2 separate regions of the Zea mays genome follow, and region 2 is linked to region 1. A link is a contact called in public Hi-C data. All regions are on one chromosome and are shown on one strand. Each heading gives the region's core, a stretch centred on a gene start, on an enhancer-like site or on the middle of the called end of the contact. The rest is flanking DNA. Distances are from core to core; before and after follow the strand shown. Region 1 holds the start of LOC100384366 (ATP-dependent zinc metalloprotease FTSH 4 mitochondrial). Region 2 holds the start of LOC100272242 (LIN1 protein).

Region 1 (5,940 bases), core at 2,588-5,087:
TCCGACGCGGGGGCTGGGTCCCACATGTCATGCGAGCGGACCGAAAACAGAAGAAGCCAAACCGCTGCACGCGAAGCAGGTAACCGCCCCGTGGTTATAAGTGTTCCCCCATCCTCGCCGAAACCAGCGGGCGAAAGGGCGGACCGTTGTGCACCCTTTCGACTTCATCGCATCCGGTGGGTCAGCGTGAAGGCCCGGGCCCGCATGTCATGCAACCGGCGCAACGGTTACTGCGTGCAAGGAAACCGCACCGCCACTCGCGCCAATGCCGCGTCTTCTCGACTGCGGAACCAGTGCCGCGACTCGAGGCAGCCCTGCGCGTGACCCAATAGTGCCAATGGAGTGCAACGATCACGGGTCAGTCAGCTGCGGGAAGAGGCGCGACGGTCGACATGGCCAAAAGCGGACCGGCAGTAATTGCAGCAGCAGACGGGCGGAAGCAGCGGTCAAATCACCTGCAGGCTCGCGTCCCCTCCTGAAGCGGCAGGAGAGCCTTCTCCCACAGCATGAAGACGACGCGTCCGTGTTCCGGTCCTCGAATGACTCGCGCACGCGCAACGGCCGCCCCGCGAATCGCCCGTCCCGTCGCATTAACTCGTCGGCAGGGCAAGCGACACCTTTGGCAGGCGAAGCGGGCGTCGTTTCACCTCTGCCATGATGACCGCGTTAAAAAAGGTACGCCACGCCATTTAAATTCATATCCTTTTCCTCTTCCTCTTTCTCTCTCTTACTACAGGGACCGGGAAAGGGGATATTTCAAAAAGGATCCTTCTCAGCGAAGGAAACAGGCCCCCGAGCCCTCCTACTGATCAGGGGTTCGAAGGCTGGCCCCTCGGAAGGGTTCGACAGCCGCCATAGAGCACTCGGGCTCCGAGCCCCTTACTGATCAGGGGTTCGAAGGCTGACCCCTCGGAAGGGTTCGACAGCCGCCCTAGAGCACTCGAGCTCCAAGCCCATTACTGATTAGGGGTTCGAAGGCTGGCCCCTCGGAAGGGTTCGACAGCTGCCCCAGAGCACTTGGGCTCCGCGCCCTCTACTGATCAGGGGTTCGAAGGCTGGCCCCTCGGAAGGGTTTGACAGCCGCCCCAGAGCATGCAGAGTGAGGGATGACTCTGGGTACGTCTGTTACATGGCCGAGGCTCGGGCTACGCTCCCGAGGTACCCTAGGACATTTCTGAGACCAGCAGGAGCGATTTTGTAACAGAATCCCACCAGAGGGAGGCATCGAGCCCTTGGACCCTATTGAATGGGTCCGGGTCCGGCAAATCACCTGCAGGTACTTTTGGAGCGCGCCTCTGGGCCACTAGCCGACCCTTATCGAACGGGGCACGGGCGTCCACTCGGATCACCCGTTAGCAACTCACTGGAGACACCATGTTCGGCGCCCTCCAACGGCAACATGGCGCTTTCCCCCCTTCCTCCTTGAGCAAAGGCGACGAAGGGGCGTATAATAAAAGTCGAGACAGTCCTTGATCGTCCTCTCGCTCCGTGCAGAGGCTCGGGGGCTGCTCTCGCAACCCGGCTACGGCCAAACCGTTGACAGCGTCAACAAACCAGCCTAAAAACTCGGAACCTGACCATGCACCCGGGCTACGACCAGGCCGCATGAGGGAACAACAAGGCCGACCGAAGCATCACGAAAAGCATTAAGACCTCAGAGGAGTCAAACCACTCCTCCGAGGCCTCAGGGGCTACACCCGGCGGGTGCGCTCGCGTGCACCCACCGGAGCAAAGTATAACCGAGAAAGGTCGGTCCCCTCATAGAGAAATGCGGCAAAGCCTCCAAGCGAGTACCAACACTCCCTTCGAGGCTCAGGGGCTACTGTCGGGTACCGTAATTAGGGGTACCCCCAACACTCCTAAACACGGCTGGTAAGCACCCTCAGCACAAACTGCAAAGATTGATGGGCACGGTTCAAGTCAAGGCCTCGTCTACCAAGGGACGCAATCTTGTCTCGCCCGAGCCCGGCCTCGGGCGGGAACAGTAGTCCCGGACGAATTCACGCCTCGCCCGAGGGCCTCCTCAGGCAGTGGGCGCACCCTCGGCTCGCCCGAGGCCCAGCTCGGGCAGGCTTCGTCGAGAAGCAACCTTGGCCAAATCACCTCACCAACCGTCCGTATCGCAGGCGCATTCAATGCGAAGATCGCCTGACATCTCATCCTGACACGCGTGCCGCAGTCGGCAAGGTCGAAGTGACCGCAGTCACTTCACCCCTTTACTGTCCGATCTGACAGGAAAACAGCACCGCTCACACCGCTCCGACTGCTGTGCCAACCACCCGGGTAAGGCTGACAACAGCCGAGTTCAGCCTCGGGCGCAACAGGAAGCTCCGCCTCGCCCGACCTTAGGCCTCGGCCTCGAGAGGAATCGCATCCTCACCCGACCCGACCTCGACCTCAGGAGAAGTCTCCGCCTCGCCCGACCTTAGGCTCGGACCGACCGCGCCACATGGGATACATCATTACCCTACCCCTAGCTAGCTCAGGCTACGAGGGAACAAGACCGGCGTCCCATCTGGCTCGTCTCGGTAACAGGTAATGATGGCTCCCCGCGTGCGTCCATAACGACGGTGGTTCTCAGCCCCCTACGGAAGCAAGGAGACGTCAGCAGGATCCCAGCAGCACCGCCAGCTGTGCTTCTACAGGGCCCAGGCACTTCTCCGACAGCCACGTTATCGCGTACACAGGGCTCTAGCACCTCTCCGACAGCCACGTTGACATGTATACAGGGCTCAGGCACTTCTCTGCCAGACACGTTAGCGCATAAGCTACACCCCCCATTGTACACCTGGACCATCTCCTTGCATCTATAAAAGGGAGGTCCAGGGCCTTCATGCGGGAGGGTCGCGCAGAGGGACGAGCAAACGAACAGGCTCACTCTCTCTCTCGCGCGCGAACGCTTGTAACCCCTACTACGAGCACCCCCTGGTGCGAGATAACACGAGCCGCATTTCCCTCTTGTGTTCCATCTTGCGCCAACCCATCTGGGCAGGGGCACGCAACGATAAAATTCACTGGTCGGCCCGGTTGAGGGTCCCCCGGGGTCCGAAACGTCGACAATAAGAGATACACGTCATGTGGGTAAAGTTGTACCACCTCTGCAGAGTGTAAAACTGATATGTCAGCCGTGATCATGGTTAAGAGCAGCATGTACCCTCACATGATAATTGAACCTAAAGATGGAGTCAAAATCGTGATCCCGTGGTTTTTTAAATGGTTTGTTTAAATAGTTTCACTTAAGTGTTTTGAGATATAATCATTATGCTCATAATTTTATTGGGTTTTGAGATACACTTACAAATAGTAAGTTAGGTGTTGCTAATAAAATATTGACCAACTAAAATGCTTACCACGTAACCATAGCCTACCTTGCTAACCTTGCATAGTTCCTCCCATTTGCTAAGCCCTCACCGTAAGTGAGTTCACCTATTGTTAAAATTTTTATCAGAAGGTGATGAGGAAGACTTTGACAAAAACGTTGACGAGTATGGAGTCCAGCGACGCTCCGGTCATCTTCCTCTGAGAGATTACCCATAATATTTTTGTTGTACTTTGATGATAATATTGTTCAAGATTTTTAAGTTTAGATAATGTAATAAAGTTATTATACTCTTTTTACGTTTTTATTGTATTATCTTTTAATATATCACACTTGTGGCACAACATATATATGAAAAATGAATTCTATTACATATATGTTATACATTCGATTTTTGTTTGTAAAGAGTGTGACACATATACACTTTGTGCTGCCGGATACAGGCATACAGCCTAACAATTTAAAAAAGACAAAAAATCGAGGGCGTTCTCACTCATGTCGTCTTCCTCTCCTTCACTTTTCCTGTACGCCCTCGAAGCTTCGACTGCTTGCCCATGACCTAAGCCGCTGCCGCCTACACCCTCACATCCCGCGCCCTCCTCTATCGCGCCGCCACCGACCACCCCCAAATCCTGCTTCCCCACCGCTCGCTTCCGTTGGGATCGTCCGTCCTCCCAGACCGCGTGGGCGCTTCTTCTTCGGAATCTCCGTGGGCCGAGTGGCGCTGGGCTAGGGATTCGGGCCCATGGCGTGGCGGCGCGTCCTCACCCAGGTGAGAGTTCTGCCTGACCTTTTCTTCGTTACCGCGCTTTATTGTTGTATTGAGATACGGTGGTGGCCTCAAATCTTCGATCTTGTGTGTCTGGGCGGGATTGCGAGCTGCGTTGTTAGGCTCTGCGCATACGAACAACGTCTGCAGATGTCTGTTCGTATACATGGCTATCTTGGGAGCTGTCTGTGAGGATGTCTCTGCTGATGAAACATGTAGGCGATGAGGCTACTGATTTTGGCCAAACAGTGATCCAGTTTGCGTTTTGTATTCGTTATTAATTCCGCTACTAATCGAAAGAATCTTGTCTTTAAGTTTAAAATTCTGGATGGTCTATTATATGACCTGTCGTCAGATTATTGTGATAGCCTGTATCTGTATGAGCATTTACAGGAAACTCTAGATTTAAGTCGAGATGTCATCTAGCGTGTTGTTCTGTGTCCTGGGATACTAATTTATACTTTTTATTAGGACATAACAATAATAGTAACTAAAAAAATTGATGCCAAGTCCATTTAATGATGGATATTGAGATCTACTGTGACAATTGTTGCTCACAATCTTAATCAGCTATGCTGTATTGTCAATTTATCGTTCTGTGTCTAGTGAAAATAATTCTTAGGACGGAACAGTAAGAACTAAAAACTGATTGCAAATCCATTTAAATAATGAACATAGAGATGTTCTGTAACAATTGCTGATCACAATTGAATAATCTGCACTGTGTTGGAACCTGCCTCCTGGGACAGCAGGATCCAATAGGGAAGTGGTGGGAGTAGTTTAATGCCTCTAAACACAGGGTGTCGAGGCAATAGTGTTCTCTCTCTTTGCTTTGGCACAGTACGTGGGGATTTATAGGTAACCGAGGGACCGCCCGCCCTTGTCAAGGACAGCTAGGCCCTCAGTTACCTAATTTATCCCCGGAATATTCCCTCATAGGGGGGGGGGTACAGTGTGTCATTACAACATGCTTTATTACAGACGCGGCCCACATGGCACTTGCGGGCGTGGTCCCACGACATGGGCCGAATTGCACATGGGCCCCTTCTCGCGCTGAGGGGGACAAAGCCTTGTAGTCTTCGAGGCTTCGATCACCCGGTCCTTGAAGTCGTCGGGGGCCTTCGCCTAGGCTTGTCGGGGCGAAGGAGGCGCTTGGGCCTTCGCACAGACGACGTCCGCGGCCCGGCCGGTGGGGCCTGCTGGCGCGGCCTTCGGCCTGCGGAATGTTGATGTAGAGGTCGACGAGCGAGGGGTAGGCGTGTTCGCCTTCGCCCCAACACACTGCTATATTGTAATTCTGCGTTTCGTGAAGCTAATTCTTAGGAAGAGCAGTAAGAACTTAAAATTGATGGCAAGCCCATTTGAATAATGAATTTTGAGATGTTATGTAACAAATGTGTAATCAAATAATTGGCTCTGTGATATTATTATGTTCTATCCTTGTTGATGTATGTATACATATCAATGTTTGGTGCTTTAACTGATCCAGGTTTGTGTGTGTGTGTGTGTGTGTGTGTGTGTGTGTGTGTGCGCTGTTCCGTCACAGATTGCAAGGCATCGACCAACAAAAGCAATCTACAATGAACTAGTTGCTTCCTCCCCTTTGGGCGCTTTTCAAAGTGACATCACTGCAGGTACACGGAGGTGACAATCAATCATTGGGCATCTGTTTCCTATTACTCTATTAATATGTTGCCGCCTAACTGTGTGACATTTGCATCTTCCTAAAGGTACCATGCTCACTGTAGGACTTTCCATATCATTTGCTGTCCAAATTTATATATATATTATTTTTCTTTACACACTAAAGTTGTTTGTGATGGCTATCATGCATCTGGTATATATTATATGA
Region 2 (5,903 bases), core at 1,789-4,288, 350 kb before region 1:
AAACAAAGGGCTATCCGAGCTATCAAATTTCATTCCACTTTCCACAATCTCCCAAATGCTTGGATGGAGAGAAAACAGGTGAGTACGCATTTTGTGGCTCCAAAATCCGTAGTCCTCTCCATCAAAGTGAGGGGGCTTGCCAAGTGGAATGGGGAGCAAATGAGCATTTGAGCTATGCGGAATGTACGAATAATCGAAAGAAAAGTTTGAGTTAACCGTCTTTCGTCTGTCGTAGTCGTCGTTGTCCTTTTGGGAAGAAGAGGACTCGTCGCTGTCGTCGTAGTAGACAATCTCCTTGATGCGTCTTGTCTTCTTCTTCTTCCCATCTTTTCGCTTGTGGCCCGAGCCCGAGTCGGTAGGCTTGTCATCTTTGGGCTCGTTGACGAAGGACTCCTTCTCCTTATCGTTGATCACCATCCCCTTGCCCTTAGGATCCATCTCTTCGGGCGGTTAGTCCCTTTCTTGAAGAGAACTGCTCCGATACCAATTGAGAGCACCTAGAGGGGGGGGGGTGAATAGGTGATCCTGTAAATCTTGAAAACTTAAGCCACAAAAACTTGGTTAAGCGTTAGCACAGTAAACGCCAAGTGGCTAGAGAGGAATCTCAACAAAACACAATAACCACAAGAAAACAATCACAGAGATGGCACGGTGGTTATCCCGTGGTTCGGCCAAGACCAACGCTTGCCTACTCCACGTTGTGGCGTCCCAACGGACGAGGGTTGCAATCAACCCCTCTCAAGCGGTCCAAAGACCCACTTGAATACCACGGTGTTTTGCTTGCTTTTTCTCAATCCCGTTTGCGAGGAATCTCCACAACTTGGAGTCTCTCGCCCTTACACTTGAAGTTCACAAAGAAACACGGAGTAAGGGAGGGAAGCAACACACACAAATCCACAACAAAATGTGCACACACACGGCCAAGAATCGAGCTCAAAAGACTATCTCAAAGTTCTCACTAGAACAGAGCTCGAATCACTGAGAATGACAAACGAATGCGCAAAGACTGAGTGTGGATGATCAAGAATGCTCTAAGGTTGCTTGGGCTTCTCCTCCATGCGCCTAGGGGACCCTTTTATAGCCCCAAGGCAGCTAGGAGCCGTTGAGAGCAAATCTGGAAGGCCATTCTTGCCTTCTGTCGTCTGGTGCACCGGACAGTCCGGTGCACACCGGACAGTCCGGTGCACACCGGACAGTGTCCGGTGCCCGATTTCCTTCCAAATATGGCGCAGTCGACCGTTGGCAGCCTGAGAGCCGTTGGTGCACCGGACATGTCCGGTGCACACCGGACAGTCCGGTGCCCCCTTCTAGCCGTTGGCTCGGCCACGTGTCCCGCGCAGATCGCGCGGCCGACCGTTGGCCCGGCCGACCGTTGGCTCACCGGACAGTCCGGTGAATTTTAGCCGTACGTCGCCGGTGAATTCCCGAGAGCGGCCACTTCGCTCGAGCCAGCCTGGCGCACCAGACACTGTCCGGTGCACCACCGGACAGTCCGGTGCTCCCAGACTCAGCTAATTGGATTTTTCCTGTTTCCAGCACTTAGACACAATACATTAGTCCATAAAACAATGTACTAAGTCTGAGAAACATACCTTTATCCTTGATTTGTACTTTGTCCACCTTTTTACACTTAGGCACTTGTGTTGGGCACTAAACCACCAAAATACTTAGAAATGGCCCAAGGGCACATTTCCCTTTCACTAAGCTGGTGCACGTAGGGATGGCAATGGGTCGGATTCGGGTTGGGTGGCACAAAAATCCACCTGCGATCACACACGTGAAGTCTACTTAAACCCGCCCATTATTGCACCCACGGGTGTAATTCCAAACCCGCACACGAACTCGTCGGGTTTCGGGTCACCCGCGAGTTTTACTCATTGTACACGTTTAAACAATAATTCAACTATAACAATTAAGTACCAACAACATTTGAGTTATGTCTATGGATTTCAAACCTTCTCATGTTGAGCAGCAACACAATATTTATGAACCATTAGACATATTATTTATTCAAAATAATTATTATTGTATCTTAAACATTTTGCGCAAAATAAAGAATGGACCAATTTTTGGGTCGAGTATGGGTCACCCAATGGTTGAAATAGAAACTCACACCCACACTCGCGAAACTTCGAATCGGTTGCGGGTTGCAATCGTGGGTCAAAATCTCTACCCATGCCTGCACCCATCGGGTCGGGTACCCACCGGGTTTCGGGTTTGCGGATTAAATTGCCATCCCTAGGTGCACGTCGAGGGGTGTTTTAAAAAATTATCATAAGAATTTACATGGCAAATGGTTAGTTTGCACTTGATAGGTTCCCAAAGGGTAATCAATCTTCAAATGAACAAACATATAATTATCAGATATAGGAGTGTACCGTACTACCGTATCAAAGGAGCTTCAGCACCTTGCTTCTTGGATGAATGTTTGATCCATTCCATACGATCCAAGCAAAATGGTTGCGGTTGTGGAATACTCCCTCCAGTTTTCTATTAGTTGTCGTTTAGGACAACACGATCTTTAAAATAGTAAAATATAACTTTGACTAATGATTTTTTGTTAAAATATAAATAAACTCTTAATATATTTATACTTTTATAAAATTATTTTTAAGACAAATCCGTGCATATAAATATTAGGTTTCAAAACTAAATAATAAAATAGTTATTTTAGTTAAAAATTTATAAGTTTGACTCAAACCTTATCGAAAACGATAACTAATAGTACACCGGAGTGAGTACGCTATGTCTGCCCAGCCCACGTTGGCCTTTGAGGCTTTGACGCTGTCCACGATACAGTCAGCAGCACGCCAGCTAGTACTGGCAGCAGGCAATATGCTCAGCGCCTCAGTCGCTCTTTCAACGAAACGCCACAAAGCAAACAAATCCGATCAACCCAGAATTCTTGAAACGGGCCTTTTGAACATCGTCATTCGGCCCATTGGAGGCACACAGAGTTCAGCATAGCTCGCCAGCCCAAGTGCGGTGAGGGAATAGTTTCTCCACCAAAAAAAAGTGCGGCAACGTAGCAGAGGAGGAGCAGGGGGAGGAGGAGGCTAGGGTTGCTCGGCGATGGCGTCGGCGGCGAAGACCCTTGCACGGGTTGGATCATCCCTCTTCGGCCGCATTCTCGCGTCTCCGTCCTCGTCCATACCCCGCGCCGGGCTGCCGCTAGCCAGGCTGCAGCCACACGTCCCGCCGCCGGCACCGGCGGGGGTGGACGCTTACGAGGCGGAGACCATCGCCAGGCTGAGCTCGCTCCCCGGCGAGATATCCTTCCCCTGCGGACTTCCCTCGCTCCGCTTCTTCATCGACGACGGTACAGCTTCTCTCACACACACGCACTCATGAATGGATTGGGCCGTGATTGAGTATTGAAGTTGGGCTCGGATCGCTAGTCACTGCCAGTTTCAGAAATGGGGAATAGGGGGACTGGGATCAATGTTTTTCATAAACCGTTCGTTGAATATAGAGATTGTAGTGTCGTTGAATATAGAAATTGCAGTGTGTGACTACTCGAAACTCGCATGATTTCTGTTGTAATGCGCATTTTCTGTGATTTGCAGTTATACCATTTCACTATTAAGCTTTGCTTTTTGCGGACTTGGGAAGAATTGCCAAGATTTCATACAGTTACCTTATTTGGGGGCATTGTTTTCTGAAAAGTCATGGTTGCCTTCATCAATGCTGATGTGTTACTTTTATCTGGCTTGTGTTGAAAGTTACTAAGTGATTGATCAACCTTGAGAAGTCACGTTTCTAGTGTTATTGATGCTCTTACGCATAGAAGAACACGTTGCTTGCAATACAGTACTCAGTATTTAAAGTTCCTTGATGCCTTTTTGTTCCTTAAATAGTAGGTGGCAGAACCTAAAGATTGATACACTGCATAAATTGTTTGTGGATCATTTGACAGCCTAAAACTGAGATTGTGTGGAGCTTAGGAAATTCTGCTATGATTTATGTTGAAATTAAGTCTGGTAGAAAGTGCAGTAGAAATACTCAATTACCCAAGTCTCCTTTTGCTAAGACTGTTTATTTGCATAGTGCCAAATGGTGGCCATTTCTTGTTCCAGCTGCTGCTGATTGTCCTAAAATTGGTTAGAAAGTGTATGACAAATACTCAAGTACATGCAGTTCGTCCTGCTGTTCCTGGATTGTTTCCTTGCATGGTCCCAAACAGTGACTGTTCCTTGCTACTTCTGTTGCTGGAAATGTTGCCGTAGTTATATTTGGTGAATACTAGAGTCTTGATTATGATATGTAGGCTTTGGATTATGACCTGGCAGCTAGGATCAACTTTTATTTTTGTTAGTTTGATGTCTTTTTCTAATCCGTTGCTTCTGTTCTGCTATTTGTAGTCGAGGATCCTGTTCCTAATGACCCCTTTCAGTTGCTCCCGAAAAGAACTTACCAGCCCAGTACAATCAAGCGGAAAAGAACCCATGGATTTCTTACACGGTCTGTCTCTCTAGCTTTTCCCTGGCCATTATTTTGCTTCCCTCGTCCTTCATTGAAAAAGGAAGATGGGTTTCAAGTTGGTATTATCAAATTCTGTTTCCGTTCATGTTTGCCTTTGGCACCTCATCATTTAGATTAGGAAGGTAGTTTATCTGGCATGATTGTGGTTCAGTGCCCTCATGTCCTTGTTACATTGGTTCTGCAGTAAATCGACCAAGGGTGGGCGCAAGGTGATTGCCCGGAGAATCGCCAAAGGCAGGCACAGAATCTCAGTTTAGCTAGATCTCGCTCGTAGCAGCCCTGGATGTTTTCTGTAACACAGATTCGTATCGTGTTCTTTCTATGGTTAGCACTCTGCTGAAGGTGAGCCCCCGCGCAAGCAGCAGTCCATGTATGGATTTTTATTGTGAAACTTTTTTTTGGGTGGTTTCAGTCCTGGCCATCCGTAGGATATGCCTTCTTCCATTTTATTTTGCCTTTGCTCTCCCTGGTCGGTGCGGTGCAGCCGTACGCATCAGTGGCGGATGCAGAACAAAATTCTAGGTGGGGCCGATAGTGCAAGAGACAAATCACCAGACTAGACCATAAATATAGATTAATGATAATAATATGAATGTTAAATGATAATATCTAGTGTTTTCAAAATGATATGAATACCAAAAAAACCTTTTTGGCTACCAAAAGGAGAGCTAGAGAGAGAAAATAGGTGGACTGACTGAGGATGAGGCACTAGGGCGGAGCAGCCGTATCAACGTGTCGTTCTGGCGAGTCATCGAATTTGTCGTGAGTTGGCGTTAGTGAGACGACGACAACTAGGAGGAGCGAGTGCGGGAGGCAAGGTAGCGATAGATGACGGTGACGGCAAGCGACACCCATTGTCGTGTTGCAACCGCGCGGTGGGACTCTAATGAGTTAGCGAGGGACAGGTGACGCCACGGTCTCACCAACAACTTGCCCATCTGCTGGTGCGGACTAGGAGGCAAAATATCAACGTTGCCTGCAGGATCCTGACGAGTCGACGAGCTGATGAGTGATGAGAAGGTAAGGTGCGCTGCAGCGGGCGGATTAGGTCACCGACTTACTGGTCAGTTGATGACCGAAGAAGCGAGTGAGCCACGACTGGGCTTGCGCTAGGGAAGAGAATCAAATGGCTCAGGTGAAGAGTGGATTGAGCAATGAAGTATCGACAGAAAAATAGATCAAAACCTAGTTTTCACTAGATTTGTTCACGCTAACTAAACAAAAATTTGTTTTATTTTGGTGTGTACCTAAACCTAGGTATAAGGGGTTAAAAAAATTGAGGTGGGGCCATGGCCCACCTTGCCCACCCCTTGGATCCGCCCCTGGTATCACGCTCCTATGGTCTCGACGATGAAATTCTGCCAGATGCTATGTGCTCCTTTTGCAAGGTATTATCCGATTCGATTTGGATAATCGGAATT

The links. A called contact is a pair of places that touch in the nucleus more often than the background predicts.
Region 2: a contact with region 1 is called in a Hi-C map of leaf, with 8 times the contacts expected there. The contact joins the promoter of LOC100272242 here to the promoter of LOC100384366 in region 1. A contact is called at or near these places in 2 of 25 Hi-C or Micro-C datasets (leaf and tassel).

What each region holds. Positions count from the first base shown.
Region 1 is chr8:142,859,717-142,865,656 of Zm-B73-REFERENCE-NAM-5.0, reverse strand. LOC100384366 (ATP-dependent zinc metalloprotease FTSH 4 mitochondrial) reads left to right here and starts at 3,837. Exons shown (of 7, transcript NM_001349058.1): 1 at 3,837-4,091; 2 at 5,635-5,722. The coding sequence starts at 4,065.
Region 2 is chr8:143,207,788-143,213,690 of Zm-B73-REFERENCE-NAM-5.0, reverse strand. LOC100272242 (LIN1 protein) reads left to right here and starts at 3,038. Exons shown (of 3, transcript NM_001350728.1): 1 at 3,038-3,319; 2 at 4,362-4,461; 3 at 4,667-5,064. The coding sequence starts at 3,073. The coding sequence ends at 4,739.